4 separate regions of the Mus musculus genome follow, and all the other regions are linked to region 1. The links are chromatin contacts, called in public HiChIP or PLAC-seq and promoter capture Hi-C maps. All regions are on one chromosome and are shown on one strand. The core of a region is the stretch at or near the end of the contact, and the rest is flanking DNA. Distances in the headings are between cores, read along the strand shown.

Region 1 (2,895 bases), core at 111-2,610:
ATCATACTCTTAGGTATTTTTAAAAGGACATTTAAAGAACTGTTTAGTTTTAGGCATTGCAATGTAAGAAATATGCTAACTAGGAAAAGACTACTCAAAGAAGTCTAGCGATCTTATATGGACCTATCATAGGAAATGAGACTTAGGCTGCTTGACAGGGAACTTAGGAGTTCTAACAGCTGAATTCACAGGTAACGGCATCATTGTAAAATTACTGACAGTATCTGGTGCTTTTAAGATCTACACACAGGTTACAGGACTAGGCACTGTTAGTAAAAGGAACTAAAAAACAAGGAAACATTTGCACCCAAATGGTGAGTTTAAGTCCACACACACACTTGCACCAGAACAAGCTTGAAAAAATTGCTTTCTGCAAGATATTTCAAAACTAATCTTTGCAATAAGTTAAAACACCTTTTTTTTTCTGACTAAAGTTTTCTATTCGGAAATGTAATAAAAGAGAAATGTCAAGAGGATCAGATATTCTGAACTGTTGTTCCTTTTCAAATTCTGATGTCCAGAACTCAGAATTAATTCTTTCAAGCCTCTTTCGATGATGTAATTAGGTTTCTTTACCCCTGGCCACATTACTTCTTCCTCCCACCTCTCAGTTCGCCATACACCAGTCCTCTCTGCCCTGGCCATTGCCATTACCTGCCATCCCAGGAGCTCTACGTCTTCCGCTAGAACTTGGACACGTGGATACCTGGGCAGCTTCAGTTTGGGACTTGGATGTCCCGCTCTCCTTCCAGAGTAGGTGTCTTATGCTCTACGAGACTGGCCTACCAGGCACAGGATACACTCTGCAGCACGCGTCTTACAGTCGCACCTCAGACTCGTACAGAGTAGCCAAGAGGTCCTGTCCAAGATCGGACGTGCACAGGGGAAGTTTGGATTGCTACAAGAAACAAAAAGTGAATAGGGAGCGAACAGCTCTGCCTCGCTGCAGTAGAGACTCTGGGCGCCCACCTAGTCTTGGCCACCCGCCCTCCACAGGGTCTGCGATCTCCCACTTTCCCAGGCGGCCAGACACACCTGTTGCGGGGCACACCAGAAAGGCGGGCTGCTCCGCATTTTGCTGGCCCGGCCCAGAACAAAGGAACAAAGCCTTGGGGAACCCGCGGTCCCCGGCAACGCCGAGGGGAGGCGCGCCCCCTTCCCTGACTCCCCGGCTTCCTCCCGCGCATGCCGCACTACGCGAGCCCGCAAGGTGACGTCACACACCCAAGGCGCTGGTGGTTGCCATGGTGATACCTGGACTCCAGTCTTGTGACGCACTCCAAGGATCCTGGATCCAGATGACCTGGGATGGTCATCAAAACTCAGGCTGTGAGTTTACGCCGTGGGACGAGCCAAACGCCCACCCCTTTCCACGCCCACAGTCGGCTTAGCGGTCACTTCCGGTCGCGTAGACCCTTTCCCTTGGTTTCCCCCTCCCCGCAACACACAGGAGCGCCTCACCGGGGAACACAAAGGACCACAATTCCCAGAATGCAACGCGCAGTGTTTCTGAATTACTTTTCCCAGGTTTCCACAAATGCTGCAGTCCCTCCTGGTGGCTCGGGAGGTTGAACCTGCCTACCGTTTGTGTCCAGTGATTTGGATTGTGAGCAGAGGTGGCCATATATAGCGTTTGTAACCAATATTCACACACCCTCAGGGTTTTGGGCGGAGATGTTGGGGGCAGTACCATGCCCCTCAGGCTGGTCTCGAACTTGCTATATACATGTGGCTGGCCTTGAAATCCTGATCCACCTTCTCCACCTCCTAAGGATCTGACCTCCCCTCACAGAGAATTTCAAAATGCAAGCGTACATTTCATCGTTCAACCCTACTTTTATTACCTGGTTGGTCTGCATTCTCATTTATATGGTATTTGTCGTTTTGAAAATATTTTTTCGTTTTCATGTCTTCGAAAAACGACTCTCATTTTTTTTTTAAATACTAAAGAAGCCGGGAGAAGGTGATGGTACAGTATTTTACATACTGCACGTTTCCTTGCCTAGCACTTAAAGCATATCCATTAGTGCTCTAGACGAACACAGAAGATTGCAACAAATAGGTTTTTATGTTTCAAAGATGTGGCCCACTCATCTAAGGGCTTCTGTTCCTCCCCAGTTATTTGACAGAAGGGCTAAAGTGGCTCCCCTCCTTAGCTGAGAGCACCAGACCTGGAAATGATAATGCTACACATGAAAACTTTAAGGAAAGGGGATGATATTTAGAGAAATGGTTGCAACAAGACATTCGATAAAAAAGAGAATGCAAACAGCAATCATGTTTAGTTTTTTTTTTTTAATTGATTTTATGTGTCTGTTTGTGGGCATATGTGAAGGGACATGCTTTGGTGTCCAGAAAAGGATGTAGGAGCCCTTGGAACTAGAATTTATAGAAGACTGCATGCTTAGGACCAGACTTCTAACACTAGCTTTTCTGTTTGCTGGCTAGGAGCACCTCACAGGTTTTGGTTCTGGGAATGGGGCTCTGTTGAAATAAATGCCTGGACACATGAAAGTGACTTTGAAATTTGATTATGAGTAGAAGCTAGAAGAATTACTGAGTTATAGCATTTAAACTAAATTATTCTTAAAAGATGGATGCTGGGGATGGTGAGATAGCTCAGCGGGTAAGAGCACTAACAGCTTTTCAGGAGGTCCTGAGTTCAAATCCCAGCAACCACATGGTGGCTCACAACCATCTGTAGTAACATATGAGGCCCTTTTCTGGTGTCTAAAGACAGCTACAATGTACTTACATATAATAAATAAATTATTTTTTAAAAAGTCTCAAATGCCTTTAAAAAATGGATGCTATATAGACATTAGATTCTAGTGATGACTCAGATGGAAGTGAGGTGCATGGGAAACAGCTACAGTCATCTTTCATATATTCTCA
Region 2 (2,942 bases), core at 47-2,546, 1.8 Mb before region 1:
TGTGACGCAGTTCAACCCACAACTCCATCGCTGTGGCAAACAAACCGAAAGTACGAGAAGCAATCGTCTCAGTCCCGAGTCCAACTTAACTGTGCAGGCTAGTCGTTCCGGCAGCTACCCCATGTCTTTAATATTAAGGAAGGCAGTTCGTTGGCGCCAGCACCCCACCTTCTCCCAAACTTCCAGGCTAACCCCCACAAGAGGCTGAGCATAGAAGCCACCTACAAGCCCCGGATGCGTTTCTCCAGGCAGGAAGCTCAAACTTCGGGATGGCGCCCAATCAAACGAAGAACTAGAGTCCTGGGCCGGAGTGAGCCAACCCACAAGCAGGGCGGAACTTTCAAATCACCTTGCAGTCCAATACGAACTAGCGCCGAGGGTTGCTTTCTGCTGCTGACAGCCGTGGGAGGGTGTTCCAGCCCATAGCACTTCCTGAGCAGCCCAGCACAAACAAGTCTAGGTGGGACACGCAACCCCACCCATCCCACCGGGGGAGCGAGTGCTGCCGGGATCGAGTCCCTTGCAACCTTGCTTCATTAATCACACAAATGTCACAGCTCTTAAGTGGGAGTGGTGGCTCTGAAAAGAGCCTTTTGGATTGTTAGGGGAGGCAGCCTACTTTTTCTTGGCTGCAACCTTCTTGGCCTTGGCAACCTTGGGCTTGGCAGCCTTTGGCTTTACGGCTTTAGACGCGCTCTTGACCTTCTTGGGCTTGGTGACCTTCGCCTTCTTTGGGCTCTTGGCCACTTTCTTGGTCACAGCCGCCGCCGCGGGCTTCTTCGCCTTCTTCGGGGTCTTCTTGGCCGCCTTTTTGGGTGTGGCAGCACCAGTCGCCTTCTTAGGCTTCTTGGCTGCTCCCGCGGGCTTCTTCGCCTTGGCCGCGCCTGCCTTCTTAGCCTGGGGTTTGGCCTCGCCAGAAGCCGCCTTCTTGTTGAGTTTGAAGGAGCCGGAGGCACCGGTGCCCTTGGTTTGCACCAGGATGCCCTTGCTCACCAGGCTCTTCAGGCCGAGCTTGATGCGGCTGTTGTTCTTCTCCACATCGTACCCCGCGGCCGCCAGCGCCTTCTTGAGCGCAGCCAGGGACACGCCGCTGCGCTCCTTGGAGGCGGCCACAGCCTTGGTGATGAGCTCGGACACCGGGGGTCCGGACGCCTTACGGCGCACCCCGGCGGGCTTCTTGGCGGCCTTCTTTTTGGCAGGCGCCTTCTCCGCAGGGGGCGCGGCAGCGGGGGCAGCAGGAGCAGCCTCAGACATGATGAGTCTCTGGAAGTCAGGAACTAGTGGCAGTACGCCGATAGAGTAGCGCGGGCCCGGCGCTGTATATATAGAGCGCAGGCGCGCGCTGATTGGTGCTCCAGCGGCCTGCCTGGCAAGCTCTGAGCAGCCGCGCTGCGCCCAACTTGTGTTTGTTACACTTCACAAAAAGGAGAAAATATTAAAATATCTTGCACCAAATCTCTCGAGTTTGGTCGGTAAAGGATCCGAGAAGTCTCAGGCTTCAGGATATATGTTTATTTTTTCCTCATCCCTAAAGACAACGCGCCTAGGAGTCCCTAATTCCCCCAACTCCAAAGGAAGTCCGGGGTAGATAGAGACCACTTTCTGTTTTTCTTCTAAATTACCTGGTCGCTCCTTTGCCCTTGAAAGTTCTTTTTCTCAGGGATTATAGAGCACATCCTTCCCTTAATTTAGGGACAAAAATGAAACGATTTCCGCCTAAATTTTCACAATTATTCTGTTTCTTCGCAAGGGAAGTAACACAAGTCCTTAGTGACTTCTGATTACAGACCCACCACAACTATGGACTAGGACTGGGATTTCCAGTATAAAACACTTGGGGTAAATTGAGAGGGGGTTCATAGGCCTTGGGGGTGTATAATGTGGTGGGGGGGGTTAGGACTTAAATATCTGATTTAAAGACACTGACTTTAAAATGCTTTACATTGGTGGGGGCGGGGCACCCCATTGACTTCTATAAAGGGAGACCTTGGGCTATATTTTTAAAGCTCCTGGTTCCCCTCTGAGTTTTGCAAGGTAGGGGTCTAGCTCTGAAGAATAAAGATAATAAGAAGGGAAAGGAACCCTAAAAGTCTATATGAGCCCTCCTCTCCCCCAAATGCCAAATTAGAGTCTTTGAAAGATCTGTTTTTAAAGTGATGAGGATTTAGTTGCTTATTTGGCAGCAATACAGATATAAGTTTCAGTGCACGGGAATTCTAATCTAGAAAATAGTTTGTCTTAGTACAGGAGGACCTTCTAGACTTGGAGACTATGAGATGCAGATGTCAGTAAACTTACTGGCTTTCCAAAGGTTACCTTTGGCATAGATTTGAACAAGCTAAATATTTGAAATAGAAAATGTAACCAATTTTACCAATAAGATAAGAGACAAGATAAGTACAAATTATCATGTCATCTATAGTGGACAGCTGTATGTCATCTCTTCTCAGTTCCTCGGAATATGGCAATCTGCATTCTAGTCAACTTTGCTTTGTTAGCTTAAGGTTTTCAGCTTCATATTTCAATAACTACAACATGGTTTTGTTGTTAGAGAAAATACAAGATAAACTCTCTGCTAGTATAATTAATACATGGGGCAAAGGAAGTTCCCCTAATTTTATCAGAAATCTCTGTTTAAGTATATGTCTACATAAAAACATGTGATGAGTTTGTCAGCACTAAAGCGTGGTAAAGTCCCAAGGTTATACAAATTGAGTTCAGGGATGTTTGTGAAACAAAGCATATTTTATAAGACTGAGAATGGCCGCGTGGTTTCACGTAATAACCTTAGTTTAGCACTTGCAAGCAGCATCTCCTAGGCTTGTGTCCTCTGGGAATTAACAGCCTAATGGGATTAGGGATGGACTAATTGCTAGCAATAGAACCACTTTAAGAGTTGCCTTCCTGTGTGGACTTTGAAATGGGAATTGCAAGGCATTATT
Region 3 (2,769 bases), core at 226-2,725, 1.4 Mb before region 1:
GAAAATGCAAGCCATTCTTTAGATCCAAGTTTGATCTTTAAAATTTAAACAGAAGGAAAAAAGAAGAGCTGGTGTGGTGGGCTGTGTTTGTAGTCCTGACTGTAGACAGGCAGAGCCAGGACGGTGCCTGGGGTTCCTTGGACTAGTCTAGCCTAGTCAGCATGTTACAGGCCAAAGGAATACTGTCCCCAAACAAAAATCAAAACACCCAATGGTGGCTTAAGAAGGACATGTTGTTCCCTGGTCTTTACACAGGAGCAGACATGTACACATGTGTATATATAAACTGTTTATTTTAATTTTTTTTTTTTGAGACAGGGTTTCTTTTTATAGCCCTGGCTGTCCTGAAGTCCCCTCTGTAGACCAGGCTGACCTCAAACTCACAGAAATTTGCTTGCTTCTTCCTACCAAGTGCTGGGATTAACAGCATGTACCACCTCCACCCAGCTTTTATTTATATTTTAATATAAAAGATATGTATGTATGTATGTATGTATGTATGTATGTATGTATGACTTTTATTTGCTTTTTTAACCAGCAAATATACCCTACTTGAAGATACTTACCAGAGGACAATGCCCATGGAAGTCTAGGGCTATAACAGGAGTCCAGACCTTAGTAGGCCCCCAGTCCTTAGCACAACAGACTCCATGGTGGAAGTACCATTCAGGACAAAAACTCAACATGTAGACAGCACTGCCTGCTAAAACAAAAACAAAGACCTAGTCAATCAAAGTCCATACTTCTGGAAAAGGCTCTAAAACTTTGCCCTTGGCTTTTGTAGTTCTGCTTCTGGCTGTTTGTGTTAACTGAAGTACGTCAACCCATGGCATGGTTTTTGTGCTTAAAGGCTCACCATGTGAAAGGTTCGGTGCTACATTTGGATCCTGAAATTCAGCGTGGTCACTGCCGGCTAATGAAGACTTGGCTGAAATTCATATCCAAGAAGTCTTCTGTGGTGAATACTCCACGACACAGATTGGAGAGTTCCGGAAGGACATAAAGAGCAGGATGCCGGCACTCATCTCTTCCCTCTCATTCTAGGTCAGTGAATGAGATTTCCATTTCCCCATATCACCCAAAGAGTTAACTACCCTGCTGAAATATAATCAAGCTCGCTGTGCCCAAGTCCGCTGTGCACACTCGGCAGAGGCTCACTAGTTTGGATAATCCAGTCGGAGACGCAATTCATGGGGCATATAGGACGAGGATTTCCGAGGTTAACTTCAGAGAAGGTTTTGTAAGGTCCTCTTCAGCTGCGCGCTCACGGGTTTTCTAACCTTGGACGGTTACTGAATCAATATCCCTGACAGTGTGAAATGACCCGGCAGAGCTTGTGGACCGGCTGTCGGAGACAGCTTGGCTGTAAAAGCAGTTTTGAGTTTAGTGTGGTGCGGTGGCTTGTGACGTTTCTAGGAGCTGTGCGTGACGTTTCACGCGTCGCGCCTTTTTCGAATCCTCCTTTGTTCGGTCTACTTGGTGGTTGTCACCACAGCAAGACCACCCGTTAGGGGACTGGAGCTCAGAGGGTCCCTGGAGAACAGGACCAACGGTGTCTTTTCATCAAAGAACGGCAGAACAGCGTCTTTTCACCAAAGAACAAACGACTGGGAGGTGGAGGCAGATGCTCTGCGTTGGTCTCAGTTACAGACTCGGAAGTTGAGGGCGACTTCGGAGTCACAGATTTGGTTGTCACCAAAGTTCCTTGTCTCAGCGACGAGGGGCTGCCTTAGACGTCAGGATGAGGAGACTTCAAGCTGGCTCATTCTATCCTGGTAGAAGGGAAATCCAGGCATCGGGTCCTGCAGTGGTCAGCGCTGGCTCCGTCCGACTCCGTGCGAATCGCCTTGGGTTTGTCCCTTTTGTCGCCGAGGCTCTGGAGATGCTCAGACCGTAAGTGCCAGACGTAAGTATTTCTTGGGTGACCTGAAAATACTCATTTCAGAATCTCAAGTTTTTTATTCCTTCGCTACTTCATTAAAGGAGGACGGAATGAGCGTTGGACAACCCCACTGTGTTACCCAAATGTTTTTGGCGGGAGGATTCCGAAATTCAGTAAAAATAGGAAAGGTTATCAAATTGTCACTTAGAGGCAACGAGGAGAACTGTGCAACAGGCGAACTCCGTCGTGGCTAGAGAGCGTCTTGTCTCTATGACTACTGAGCCAGTAGACTGTGCTGTGACCAGTATCTCTGGGTTCCACAAACTGGTCAGGAATCATTGCAACGAGATATTTGTTACTCTCTTACAGAATTTTCTTTCTGCTCAGAGAAACTTTCTAGTTAGAACAACGCGTGGTTCATAAAATTTTCCAGCTTCAAGAAATCTTGAAAATAGAAGTAAAGAAAGGCAAGAAAAATGAAAATTCTTTTAAAAAAAGATTTATGTATTTATTTTACATATATGAGTACATTGTAGCTGTCTTCAGACACACCCGAAAAGGGCGTCAGATTCCATTACAGATGGTTGAGATGATGTGGTTGCTGGGAACTGAACTCAGGGCCTCTGGAAGAGCAGTTGGTGCTCTTAAAAACTGAGCCATCTCTCCAGCCCAAAATGAGCATTCTTATTTATTTATTTATTTATTTATTAGATATTTTCTTTATATCATTTCAAATGCTATCCTGAAAGTTCCCTATACCCTCCCTCCGCCCTGCTCCCCTATCCACCTACTCCTGCTTCTTGGCCCTGGCATTCCTTTGTACTGGGGCATATAAAGTTTGCAATACCAAGGGGCCTCTCTTCCCATTGATGGCCGACTAGGCCATC
Region 4 (2,864 bases), core at 77-2,576, 1.4 Mb before region 1:
CCTAATATAGCCATACACAGCTCATTCTATAGTGTGATTCGAATTGTGTTTGGTACATCTTACACTAAAAACAGTTAATAAAAAGTTATTTAAATATTAAAATTAGGGCTAGAGAGATGGCTCAGCATTTAAGACCACTTGCTCTTGCTGATGACCCTGGTTCATTTTCCAGCCAGCACTCACATGGTAGCTCATAAACCATGCATTATTCCAGTTCCAGGGGATCTGACATCCTCCTAGAGTGCGCGCGCACACACCACGTGCACATATATGCTGATAAAACACCCATACATAGAAAATAAGTCTAAGAAAAAAAACTTAAATATTTGAATGACACTGGTGGGATTTTTTGTCTTAAAATTTTAATTTAAAATAAGCTGCAGAAATTCTGCAAATTCTGAAAACAGGAATTAGTGAATTCAGAATACATAATTGCCATCCTCAGACCCTAACTCTAGAATTTAACAGCCAATCCAAGTTCTTCTCCAGACCAGAGAATTCTAGTACTCACTTCCCATGTGAGGGTTTTTGTTATATACATGTGTGTATGTGTATAGTATATATATATGTGTGTGTGTGTGTGTGTGTGTGTGTGTGTGTGTATTATATACTTATTATTGTGTATGCCTGTCAGAAGACAACTTTTACGGTTAGTTCTCTCTTTCCGCTTTTGACATTGGTCTCAGAGATCAAATTCAGGTCGCGAGGTTTTATTTAGCAAGAAGCACTCTTTGCTCCTCACTCTCGACAGAAGCCATCTCGCCAGCCTACATACATTTTTTTTTTCAAGTAGGGAAAATATTGACTGTTCTTTTTTGTTTTTTGTTTTTTTTTCTGAATCTGTCTTCAGCCTAGAATCGCAATCAGAAAGGACAGAAATCCTTTCAACACGGTTTCCCCGCAGCTTTCTCCAGCAATAAGGCCACGCCGCCGCTGCCTATTCAAAGCTTCTCATAGTTTGCTGGCATGAGTGACAGCACCAAAGAGCCTTTGTAATTCTCCACTTCTCCGGCTTTTCAAGGTATTTAAAACCGAGTCCGCTGCATCTATCCTTGAGACACTACTCCTAACTCTTGATTTGAACAGCCGTGGAGAAAGAAAACAGAAGTTCAGAGCCGCAGTACCGGGCGCAGGGCACGGTTTCAATTCAGTGGGTACCGGAGCTGCTGCAGTCCCAAATTCCAGGAGCTGAAAAGGTAGTTGTCGGACGCGAAAGAGCCAGGGCGCAGGCGCGCTCAGGTTCCGCCCATTTCGGGAGGTCCGGTGCTTATTGGCCCGGAATCCCGGTGCAGCCCTATGAGGGGTAGTTACGTGCCTCGGGGCGTGGCTACGCCTCCCTGTCCTTGCTGGTGAGAGCGGTTTGTCTTGGCCTTGTGGTGTGCGGGGACCGCTTCTCCAGGTTGGTATCCGGCGGTTGGCTTGCCGACCTCTCAGCATCTCGGCCCACTCTCCTTCCCTAGGAGACCGTGGGACCGAATCGGCCATCGCCGAGTGCTCGGCCCCGGAAGCTCCGGCTTGAGGGTCCAGTCACCGGAAGTGCCGCCCTGGGCGGCGGAGTAAGCGTTCAGCGGGTCCTCGAGGTCCTTGGCCGTGAGAGGGGTCCGGGCCAGGCGCGGCGCCCTTCTTGTCGCTGTCAACGAAAAGTTGGGAGGAGAAACCTGTGAGACTGTCCTGGAGGTAGTAATGGAGCCAGGCTCGAATGCAGTCTGGAGCCTTCCTGAATGTCTAGACAACCATGGGCACTGGGGGGACCCTCCCCCAGCCTTAAGGGCGGAGATTAGTTGAGTTCCCCGGAATCTGCAGAATCTGTTTGCTCAAAGCATTCCATAGTCATTTATTTTTAGCAGCCTTGGTCCTGTGTAACATTGCATTCATGAATCGTATTCCTACAGGTTTTAGTGCACGAGGAATGAATCCTTGATCTCAGAAGTTGAAATAATAATGCGCCTATCAGTCACCTGAGCGTTTGAGGTAGAGGTAGGAGGATAGGGAATTAAAAGCCAGTTTAAGCTGCCTAGCGATTTTGAAGCTAGCCTAAGCTACGTGAGACTCTCCCCGTCTTAACAGCAAGAAAAACAAGGCCCAGGGCTTTGTTCTGAACTTAAAAATCTCTCAGCTAGAAGAATTCTTGTTATTTTGTGTAGAGCAGGTCAGAAAGAAACGGCTTCTTGAAGGAGGAACGGAAACATTAGAATGAGCAAAATTTTGCTGAAGGATGATGTCAGGATTGGAGAGTGCATGGGACATTATTTAAATGGCCTACTGTTAAAAGGAAAAATGTAAGCTTTGCAGTCATGCTCATTCAACATTGCTGCTTTTTTCCTCTAGGAGAGGGAAGAATTAAATATTATGAGTACTTCTGGATTAGAGACCTTGTGGATCTGAAAAAAATAAATCGTTGGGTTCTTGTTAAGGTAAGTGGCATACATCTGTTTCTATATAAATGTGAATTTTGGAGTAGGGATGGGACAAGAAAGAAGGTAAAACATACTTGGGAAAAGGAAAAGGGTCTTTCTGGTGACTAACATAGTGGCCCTTTGATAACCTTTCAGTACACCTATTTTTCTAACAGGCATACACAGCAGATTTGCAACAATTGTCCTTCTTTTGATTTACCATACAAAGAAGGCAGTGTGCCCAATGCTCAGACAGGCTCTAGGATGGATATTTAAACCTGGCTCTGTTACTTAACTGCCTGTGAGTTCTTGTGTAATTAGGTAACTGTCATAGCAACAGGTTTTCTATCAGTAAGATGGTGGTAATATTTGATTTTACAGTGTTCTTGGGAGGATTAAATGTCCATAATCCATGTAATCAATGAAAATTGAGGCAACCCCTGGTCTGAGGCTGTACAGCAAGTATGG

Evidence for each region. Promoter capture Hi-C pulls out the DNA fragments that hold promoters and counts their contacts. HiChIP or PLAC-seq counts read pairs in DNA pulled down with a chosen protein or histone mark. Capture Hi-C pulls out chosen DNA fragments and counts their contacts.
Region 2: a promoter capture Hi-C map of liver shows a contact between it and region 1, with 4 times the contacts expected there. The contact joins the promoter of H1f2 here to the promoter of Zfp184 in region 1. A contact is called at or near these places in 3 of 39 promoter capture datasets (the SN4741 cell line, cranial neural crest and pre-B cells), 5 of 484 Hi-C or Micro-C datasets (CD4 T cells, CD8 T cells, Th1 cells and 2 more), 7 of 115 datasets of contacts at active chromatin or transcription factors (cardiomyocytes, double positive thymocytes, embryonic hindbrain and 4 more) and 2 of 9 other capture datasets (liver and macrophages).
Region 3: a contact with region 1 is called in an H3K4me3 HiChIP or PLAC-seq map of embryonic forebrain, with 6 times the contacts expected there. The contact joins the promoter of 4930557F10Rik here to the promoter of Zfp184 in region 1. A contact is called at or near these places in 9 of 39 promoter capture datasets (the C10 cell line, cranial neural crest, embryonic stem cells and 4 more), 13 of 484 Hi-C or Micro-C datasets (cortical neurons, differentiating embryonic stem cells, embryonic fibroblasts and 5 more) and 14 of 115 datasets of contacts at active chromatin or transcription factors (astrocytes, differentiating embryonic stem cells, embryonic forebrain and 6 more).
Region 4: a promoter capture Hi-C map of pre-B cells shows a contact between it and region 1, with 7 times the contacts expected there. The contact joins the promoter of Zfp322a here to the promoter of Zfp184 in region 1. A contact is called at or near these places in 17 of 39 promoter capture datasets (the 3T3-L1 cell line, 3T3-L1-derived adipocytes, the C10 cell line and 11 more), 3 of 484 Hi-C or Micro-C datasets (B cells, CD4 T cells and olfactory sensory neurons), 8 of 115 datasets of contacts at active chromatin or transcription factors (astrocytes, differentiating embryonic stem cells, embryonic stem cells and 4 more) and 3 of 9 other capture datasets (adipose tissue, liver and macrophages).

The regions. Positions count from the first base shown.
Region 1 is chr13:21,943,559-21,946,453 of GRCm38.p6, reverse strand. Zfp184 (zinc finger protein 184 (Kruppel-like)) reads right to left here and starts at 1,360. Exons shown (of 6, transcript NM_183014.1): 1 at 1,255-1,360; 2 at 655-898. The coding sequence starts at 661.
Region 2 is chr13:23,737,161-23,740,102 of GRCm38.p6, reverse strand. H1f2 (H1.2 linker histone, cluster member) reads right to left here and starts at 1,296. Exons shown (of 1, transcript NM_015786.3): 1 at 572-1,296. The coding sequence starts at 1,254. The coding sequence ends at 616.
Region 3 is chr13:23,312,113-23,314,881 of GRCm38.p6, reverse strand. It overlaps 4930557F10Rik (RIKEN cDNA 4930557F10 gene), which reads left to right and starts at 1,475. Exons shown (of 2, transcript NR_126444.1): 1 at 1,475-1,893. 4930586N03Rik (RIKEN cDNA 4930586N03 gene) reads right to left here and starts at 1,357. Exons shown (of 4, transcript NR_131052.1): 1 at 857-1,357; 2 at 567-703.
Region 4 is chr13:23,367,670-23,370,533 of GRCm38.p6, reverse strand. Zfp322a (zinc finger protein 322A) reads left to right here and starts at 1,326. Exons shown (of 5, transcript NM_001111107.2): 1 at 1,326-1,399; 2 at 2,329-2,414. The region is part of intron 3 of 4930586N03Rik (RIKEN cDNA 4930586N03 gene); the gene reads right to left.